2 separate regions of the Mus musculus genome follow, and region 2 is linked to region 1. Evidence: chromatin contacts called from public promoter capture Hi-C data. All regions are on one chromosome and are shown on one strand. The core of a region is the stretch at or near the end of the contact, and the rest is flanking DNA. Distances in the headings are between cores, read along the strand shown. Region 1 holds the start of Ccdc69 (coiled-coil domain containing 69). Region 2 holds the start of Igtp (interferon gamma induced GTPase).

Region 1 (3,939 bases), core at 1,067-3,566:
TCCTGGAACTCACTTTGTAGTCCAGGCTGGCCTGGAACTCAGAAATCTGCCTGCCTCTGCCTCCCAAGTGCTGGGATTAAAGGTGTGTGCCACCATGCCCGGCTGAAAAAATGTTTTTAAATAAATAGAAAACCAAAAAAAGCATGGTGAGGAAGATCAGTCCCCAGGATGTTCTGCACCATGGCATATATGTGTGGGTCAGAGGACAGCTTGCAGGGGAAGGTCACTTCTCTCCTTCCATCATGTGGGTTCTGGGGATTGAATTGAGTAGTGAACCCTTTTAATCCACTGAGCCTTCTCACCTGCCCCACACTTTGGCTGCCTTACTAAGCATTTCTGTGGTGGTTTGAATGAGAATGGCCCCATAGGTTCAAAGATTTGAATGTTTGGTTTCAGTTGGTGGAACTGTTTAGGAAGGATTAGGAGGTGTGGCCTTGTGGAGGAGGTGTGTCATTGGGGGAGTGTTTTGAGATTTCAAAAGCCCATGTCCAGCCCTGTTCCCCGCCCCATCTGTCCATCAGGATGTAACACTCTCAGCTATCGCTCCAGTGCCTTTAAATGCTCCCTGCCATGATAATGGACTAAGCTCCTGAAACTGTAAGAAGCCCACCCCACCCCACCCCCCAGTTAAATGCTTTCTGTTTTTAAGAGTTGCCTTACTCATAGTGCCTCTTCATAACAATAAAACAGTGACTAAGACACAGGGTTTCATTATGTAGTCCAGGCTTGCCTGGAACTCACAGTGACCCCCTGCTTCAGCTTTCTTGCTGTTTGAACTACAAATATAAGCCCTCATGCCCAGCTCAATATTGTTTTCTGCTCTTTGGAGGGTCATTGCCTTGAATGTGTTATTCATTGCACTGGGTCTCTTTCTTCAATACAACTTTCAGAGAGTTTGTGACCCTGACACGGATTTTCTAACCTGTGCCCAGTACTCTGGAGCGCTGACTTTCAAAGCTGTTATCGCCTTCCCACGTGCAGCTCCCAGTGAGCACTCCAAGAAGATAGAAAGGAGTCTCTTGTCCTAGATTCTGACCCTATTGTCCCCATTCCCACTGCATCTGGCAAGCTTGCAGTGTCTGTCCTGAGGAGAGAAGACTATGTCACACAGATCTTGTGAGCTGGGGAAAGCTATTGGCCCAGCCTTGTGGAAAGCTTACAATGAAAGTGGGTGTCATTTATTTGCAGGGGTGTTACAAAAGCCAGGTTTGGGGGAGCATTTGACCTGGGCTCTGGGCCTTGCTACCAGCATTGTCCCTCTCTGAAGTATACTTTTATTTCATTTATTCATTTGTTTATTGAAGAGGGGAGAGTGAGTGTGTGTGCACACATGTGTGCACATGGCCTACATATGGAGATCAGAGGACAAATTTCAGGAGTTGGCTCTCTTTTTCCTGGGAATTGAATTTAGGTCATCAGCTTAGTAGCAAGCACCTTTACTCACTGAGATAATTTTAATTCATTTTCTTTTGAGACAAGGGCTCACTCTGTAGCCTAGACTGACCTCCAACTTGTGGTTGTCCTTTTGCCTCAGGCTCCTGGAACTGCAAATTGATTGGCCTTTTCAGCTCAGGAAATGTAGATTTAGTTATGAATGGGTAATGCAGTGTGTGAGCCTTGGCATGCATGTTCCTTTTCTCCTTCCACCAAGTGGGGCCTGGGGATGGAGCTCAAGTCGGCATCACAGGCAACTGCCTTTCCCACTGAGCCTGCAGCTGGCTTGTTCTTTTGGTTGCTTGCTTGGTTAGTTTTGTTTTTGAGATAAGCTCTTACTTACTCTGTAGCCTCTTCCTGAAACTCCAGCCTCAGCCTCCTAAGTGCTGGGTCTATAGGCACTCACCCTCAGTGCCTTCAGAGGTTAAAAGGCCCATGTGCTGGAGCCGGACAGGCATCTTTGAGCCACCCGATGTGGGTGTCTGGAGTTGAACCATAGTTCCCTGGAAGGGCAGAAAAATACTCTTAACTGCTAAGATCTCTCTCCAACCCCGTTCCCTTTGTATGACAGGTTATCATGTAGCCCTGCCTGGTCTTAAACCCCCTATATATATCAGACTGTCCTCGAACTTGTGATCCTCCTGCCTCCACCTCCTCAGAACTGGGATTACAGACGTGTGCCACAACGCCTGGTTTAATTGTTTTCGTTCTTTTCCCTCTCAGCTCTTTCTCATCAGAGGGTCCTGAGAACCATCTGTGGCTCCTGGGGATCTCTCCTGCCCCGGCCTCAGGTACTTCTGGCGTGGAGCGCCGCTGGCACCTGCCCTGGCCCGGCCCCGGCTCGGCCGGGGCCCCGCGCAGGCCCTGCTCTTCCGGCATTTAAGGCGCGCAGCCGGCGCGGCTGCAGCTCCGGGCGGTTGAGAGTCACAGCCAGCGGGACGCGCGAAGCAGGATGGGCTGCAGGCAAAGCCGGCACAGCCGCGGCAAGCGCGCAGAGAAGGTACCGGGAGCCCGCACACGGAGGTCTGCTTGGGGGGCGCTCAGAGGGACAGCAGAGGACACCAGATGGACAGCAGTGGGGGGGGCAGTCATGGAGATTGGGGTGCGGGGGTGGGGGTGCTCTGTCTCCGCCCGACCCGGCAATCAGAAGCCGAGTTAACACACTCAGTCCCAGACAAACTGCAGCTGACCCTGCTGTCCCCGCGGGGAGGTGACTGGTGTGTCCGTGGCAGGTGGCCTTCAGTGTGGGGCTGTCACTGTGTAGTAGAGGACAGAGTTCTTAACCTCTCTGCGCCTTGAGCTAAGGTCTAAGGCCGGCAATCTCTGATAGGTCCACAGCCGGACAGCACCAGCATCACCTGAGACCTGTTGGAAACCTCAACTCCCTGGTCTGCCCAAGGGCTGCTAGACACAGGCTGCCTCTTAACGAGTTTCGCCTGGGATCACTGCACCCTTTAGAGCCTAGGAAGCGGGTCAGGGCTTCCTGCGGGAACTGAGCGGTGCGTGGGCTGCCCTTAGGGTAGCTGGGAGGAGCCAAAGTGGGAGTTGATTTGTAGTCTCCTGCAGCTCTCTCCTCCTTCCTGTCCCTCCCGCCCCAGAGCCCTGAAGCTGGGTTAGAGCCCAAGAGACTGACTCAGGTTTCTGCCCCTTGAGGTCTGAGAAACGTCAGGAGGTCAGAGCCTAGATTCAGGGCCAAATCCACTGAGGACAGCCGGGGGCCCAGAGAAGGAAACAGGCACTCTAGAGTCCTAGTCGTTTTTTCCTGTCTGCCAGTCTCTCCACCCCTTGTGGGGATGGACAGCCCGTGAACTTCATCAGTCCCCACTGTGAAAATGATTAATTTTGCAAGGAACTTCAGCTCATTAGTCTTCCTGTTACCTCTGTTTATCTACCCCTAACTTTGTCAATGTGTGTGTGTGTGTGTGTGTGTGTGTGTGTGTGTTCTCTGAACCCTCCCCTGCACTTGGACTAACTTTTCATTGTTTTATTTTTCTCCCCATCCCCACTTTTGGAGACAGGGTCTGGTGTAGCCCAGGCTGTCCTAAACTTAATGTGTAGCCAAAGCTGGCCTTGCACTGCTAATTCACCTGCCTCTCCAATGCTGGGATTACCAGCCTCCCCACCACAGCAGGCTGGATGTTTTTGTTCAGATTTTTTAGACAAGCTCTCAATATGTAGCCTAGATTGGCCCCAAACTTTCAATTTTACTTAGCCTCCCTAATGTTGAAATTATAGGCCTGGGCTACCATACCTGGCTTCTAAGGGCTTCTTGATAACTGCAAAGCCCTTCACCTTTGCTGCCTCAAAGGGCCTCCATGTCTGCCTTGGGCCTGTGCAGCTTCGTTGGGTTCTTTTGCTCACGGTGCCTGTGAGCTGGATAGTGGGCTGCTTTTTGGCTAAGTTCCCACCTGTTCCTAACCCTCCTGGTTGGTGCTTTTTGCTTAATTTCCAATGCGGGTGTCAAGTCGTGAGCACCCGGTATATCTACACAGTCTGCCAATACCC
Region 2 (3,958 bases), core at 873-3,372, 3.1 Mb before region 1:
GGACGTGTGTGCCCTGCTCTCTCTCTCTCTCTCTCCACAGCTCTCCGCTGTCTGAGTGAACGCTCTGGAGTCTCAGCTAAAATGGCTGGGCCGGTGGTCCTCGGCTTCTTTCTTCTCTCTTCAACTTTATGGAGTATGAAGGTCTATGTCTGTGGGCCTGAACTCTGTGGGTCTGCTCTAGGCCTTGCACTCTTTACTCTCCTTCAGAACCTGTTAGAAAAACGATTTTACAACAACTGATGACAGATGAGGAAAATGTATTGTCAGAAACCACAAGGAGCTCTTTCTGCCATCTCTCCGTGAGCTTGCTTGTGGTGTGCATGCCCCGGCGGGTGCTCTCAAGAACAGCTGAGAAGAGAGGCAAATGCCAGGCACTCGTCGGGCCGTGGGCCAAGGCATCGCTCAGGTCCTAACTGAGATGATGAAGCAAAGCTACATTGGCGAATTTTAAATCATTGATGATCTCAGAGCTGGGGACTACTGTGGGCCCCAAAGGCAGGCTGAACAAGTGCGGACCTGCTCCCACCTGTCAGTGTGGCTTCACCGTACTGGACCATGAAGAAGCAAGACGAAAACACACAGAGGGGGGAAATCCCGGGATTCTTTTTTTTTTTTTTTTTTTTTTTTGGTTTTTCGAGACAGGGTTTCTCTGTGTAGCCCTGGCTGTCCTCGAACTCAGAAATCCGCCTGCCTCTGCCTCCCAAGTGCTGGAATTAAAGGCGTGTGCCACCTTTTTATAGAGGTGTAAAACATAAATAAAAAGCCCCCGTGGACTGTTCAAGAAAAAAAAAAAACCAACAAAAAGAAAGACAAGGAAAGAAAAAAGAAAAGAAAGGAAGAAAGGAGAGAAGAAAGACATCTTGAATTATACAAAGCAGTTCCTGGTCACGCTTCTGGTTGATCTAAAGCTGACTACAATTCTCCATAAAGATCCAGATCTCTCTAAATACTCTGGGGAAAGGGGGGGAAAGAGATGCCTCAATGAAGAAAGCACTGGCCTCACAAGCAGGAGTTTGAACCCCTGGCATCCACATAAAAGCCAGTTTCAATACTCATGCCTAAAATACCCTAGCTGGAGAGGTGGAGGTCCAGAGGAGGATCCCAGAGGGCTTGCTGGCCAGCCAGTCAGTCTAGCCAAGAGGTTCACTGAGAGATTCTATTTCAATAAAATGAAATAAATTGGAGAGTGACTGAGGAAGACACCCTAATGTCAGCCTCTGGATTATACACACATACACACTGGCAAGCAGACACTCGGGCCCACACACAAATGCAATAGTCTCACACACACCTGCACAAAAAAGGTCACATACACAGTGGAAGTGGCAGCCCATTGGTTGCCTATGTTACTATGTTCCGTCGGGTTGCATTTTGTTATACTCTCTTCCAAAAGATTAAATTAAATGCTGGCAGATGAAGAACCAGCGTCTCCAAGGCAGATAGATAATGCCCAACAGAGTTAGACAAAAAGTTTCCTTATGAACCCAGCCTTCCAAGCCAGAGTTCTAGCCCCTGCGTGTCGCACATGGAGAACAGATGCACATTACACAATTCCAGAATGTTCCAATATTACCTGTGGGCTGTTCTGATCCTGGACTCTGGCCCCTGAGGGGTCATCGAAGTAGTGGCCAAGAGAATTTGAGTAAAATCCCACCTGTTTTCTCTTAACTAGGCTCCCTCAGAAGACCCACAAACCCAGGGATACCCAGGTAAAAAAAGAAGCACACTGCTTCTCTCTGGTGAATTGGAAGGACTTGATTCAGCCAGACACCATGCACTCCGATCCTGAAGACAGTGCAGGAGGGTGCCTGCTGCACAGGGTGCCCCAGAGGAACACCTGACCCCAGACTCCCCTGCCCTGAGCAGGTTTATAGGCCAAGCAGGAGCCCCTCACCTACCTGCTCAGAAGCCTTACAAAGCTGCAATCCAGGCTCAGGACGGTCAGGAGAGAGAGAAGTGTGGTGGGGCAGGGTCCTGTGGGGAAGAGCGATTAGAAGAGGCAGGAGCAGCTGAAGGGCAGCCTGAGCTCCTAGGTTTCCTCTCAGACCCTGCTCTATCTATGTTGGCCCAGATGTAAGTCCCCAACTTCTAGGCGTGAGCCCTGCCTGCCTCCTCCCCAAGGGGCGGGGCCTGATGCCCGAACAGCTTTCAGTTTCAGTTCCTAGAAATGGCTAGTTTTCGGGAGTTAGCACTCAGAGGCCACGTTCTTCTTCAAAGAGAGGGGTAACTGGGCCAGATTCCAGGTATAGAGGTCAGAAGTCTGCCCGTGAAGCCTGCCATTCAGACTTCGGTCAGAGCTGCCTTGTCTGACCCTGCTACCTCCTTTCCGGAGCCCCTCTTAATGATGGCACCATGTTGAGACCCAGCGAACTTGGTCCTTGGAGAACTACTCGCCCTTCATTGCTGCTCCTTGGGGCTTCTGTCGCTTCTCATTGTCTACTCGCTCCTTCCCGCCCACTCAGCTCAGGGGCAGAAATTCCACCTACTCTGCCCTGTTCCAATTCTGTCGTCTCCCCAGGATCAAAGTATGCGGCAGAATATGCCACCTTTAAGTGGTCTCCTTCTGCCCACCGGTTTCTCTTGAGTTCAGGAAAAATATTTAAAACAAAGCAAAACAAAAACCAAAAAATAAAAATAAACACTCTCCCCCCCTCCCCCTCCCCCCTCCCCCTCCCCCCTCTCCCCCTCCCCCTCTCCTTTTTTTTTTGTGTACAGTGATGCCCTGGACCACTGAGTGCCCAGGTAGAGGGGAATGGGCTAGTTTCCCTGTGTAATTGCTTAGCAGGGTAAGTGGCTGATGGGAAGTGTGTGCTCATTTGCACAGTCCATGCCCCCAGGGCTCCCCCCACCCCAGGCCATTTACTGACCTGGTCTTTCATTTTCACTCACTGTCCCTAACATCCTGACTCCCTCCCTCCCCCATCCCTCCCTTCAATAGGTGTGCATGTGCATGAGCCTCGGAGGTCGGAGCAGAGAGTTGGAACCCGTGCAACCGGAGTTACAGGACATTTCTCTGTATAGCTCTGACTGTCTTGGAACTCACTCTGTAGACCAGGCTGGCCTTGAGCTCAGAAATTCGCCTGCCTCTGCCTCCCAAGTGCTGGGATTAAAGGCGTGGCCACCTCTCCCGGCCTGGGCATCAGATCTTAATACAGATGGTTGTGAGCCACCATGTGGTTGCTGGGATTTGAATTCAGGACCTTCGGAAGAGCAGTCAGTGCTTTTACCTGCTAAGTCATCTCATTTTTAAGTGTCTCTGCCACCTGTGACTTCTCTCGCTCAGAAAATGACAGCAGGCAGCACTCTGCAAGATGCCCTTGCACAGGAGTGTTCCTGATCGATGAACTTGGTCAATAGATGATTGACAGGCTGGGGAGATGAAGTCAGTAAGGTGCTTACAGTGCACACACAGGGACCTGAGTTCAATCCTCCAGATCCCATGTCAAAAGTTAGACGTGGTGATATGTACTAGTAACTCCAGTACGGAGATAGGCTGATGGCCAGCCAGCCTAGACTATTTGGTAAGCCCCAGTTACAGTGAGAGACTTTGTGTCAATAAACAAGGTGGAGAACCTCTGAGGAAAGACAGACAAAGTTGTCCTGTAGCCTCCATATGTGTGTGCATACACAGGTGATGATTTACAAAGAAGGTATAACAGACCCCTAGGACCAGGCTGTCTCTGTCCCTGAGACCCAAAGGTGACTGCTGTGCATGCGAACTTCCCAACGATCTCTCCTGTGTGAGGAACATTCGCCACATCAGGGGACATCAGCAGGATTGCCACTATCCACCTGTATTCTTTTCTACCCTTTGCCTTTATAGCTGGCCTCTGCTTCCCGACTGTCACCAGAGCAAGAACAAGAAGCAGACTCCTGTCCCTGCTGGGCTACAGGGAGATGTCAGTTTCGTAAGAATCTAAACAAACCAGGCACTCAGGAGGCAGAGGCAGGAGGATCT

The links. Promoter capture Hi-C pulls out the DNA fragments that hold promoters and counts their contacts.
Region 2: a promoter capture Hi-C map of second pharyngeal arch cranial neural crest shows a contact between it and region 1. The contact joins the promoter of Igtp here to the promoter of Ccdc69 in region 1. A contact is called at or near these places in 1 of 39 promoter capture datasets (second pharyngeal arch cranial neural crest) and 1 of 484 Hi-C or Micro-C datasets (B cells).

What each region holds. Positions count from the first base shown.
Region 1 is chr11:55,076,508-55,080,446 of GRCm38.p6, reverse strand. It overlaps Ccdc69 (coiled-coil domain containing 69), which reads left to right and starts at 2,316. Exons shown (of 7, transcript NM_177471.4): 1 at 2,316-2,434. The coding sequence starts at 2,387.
Region 2 is chr11:58,197,720-58,201,677 of GRCm38.p6, reverse strand. Igtp (interferon gamma induced GTPase) reads right to left here and starts at 2,122. Exons shown (of 3, transcript NM_018738.4): 1 at 1,899-2,122; 2 at 1-210.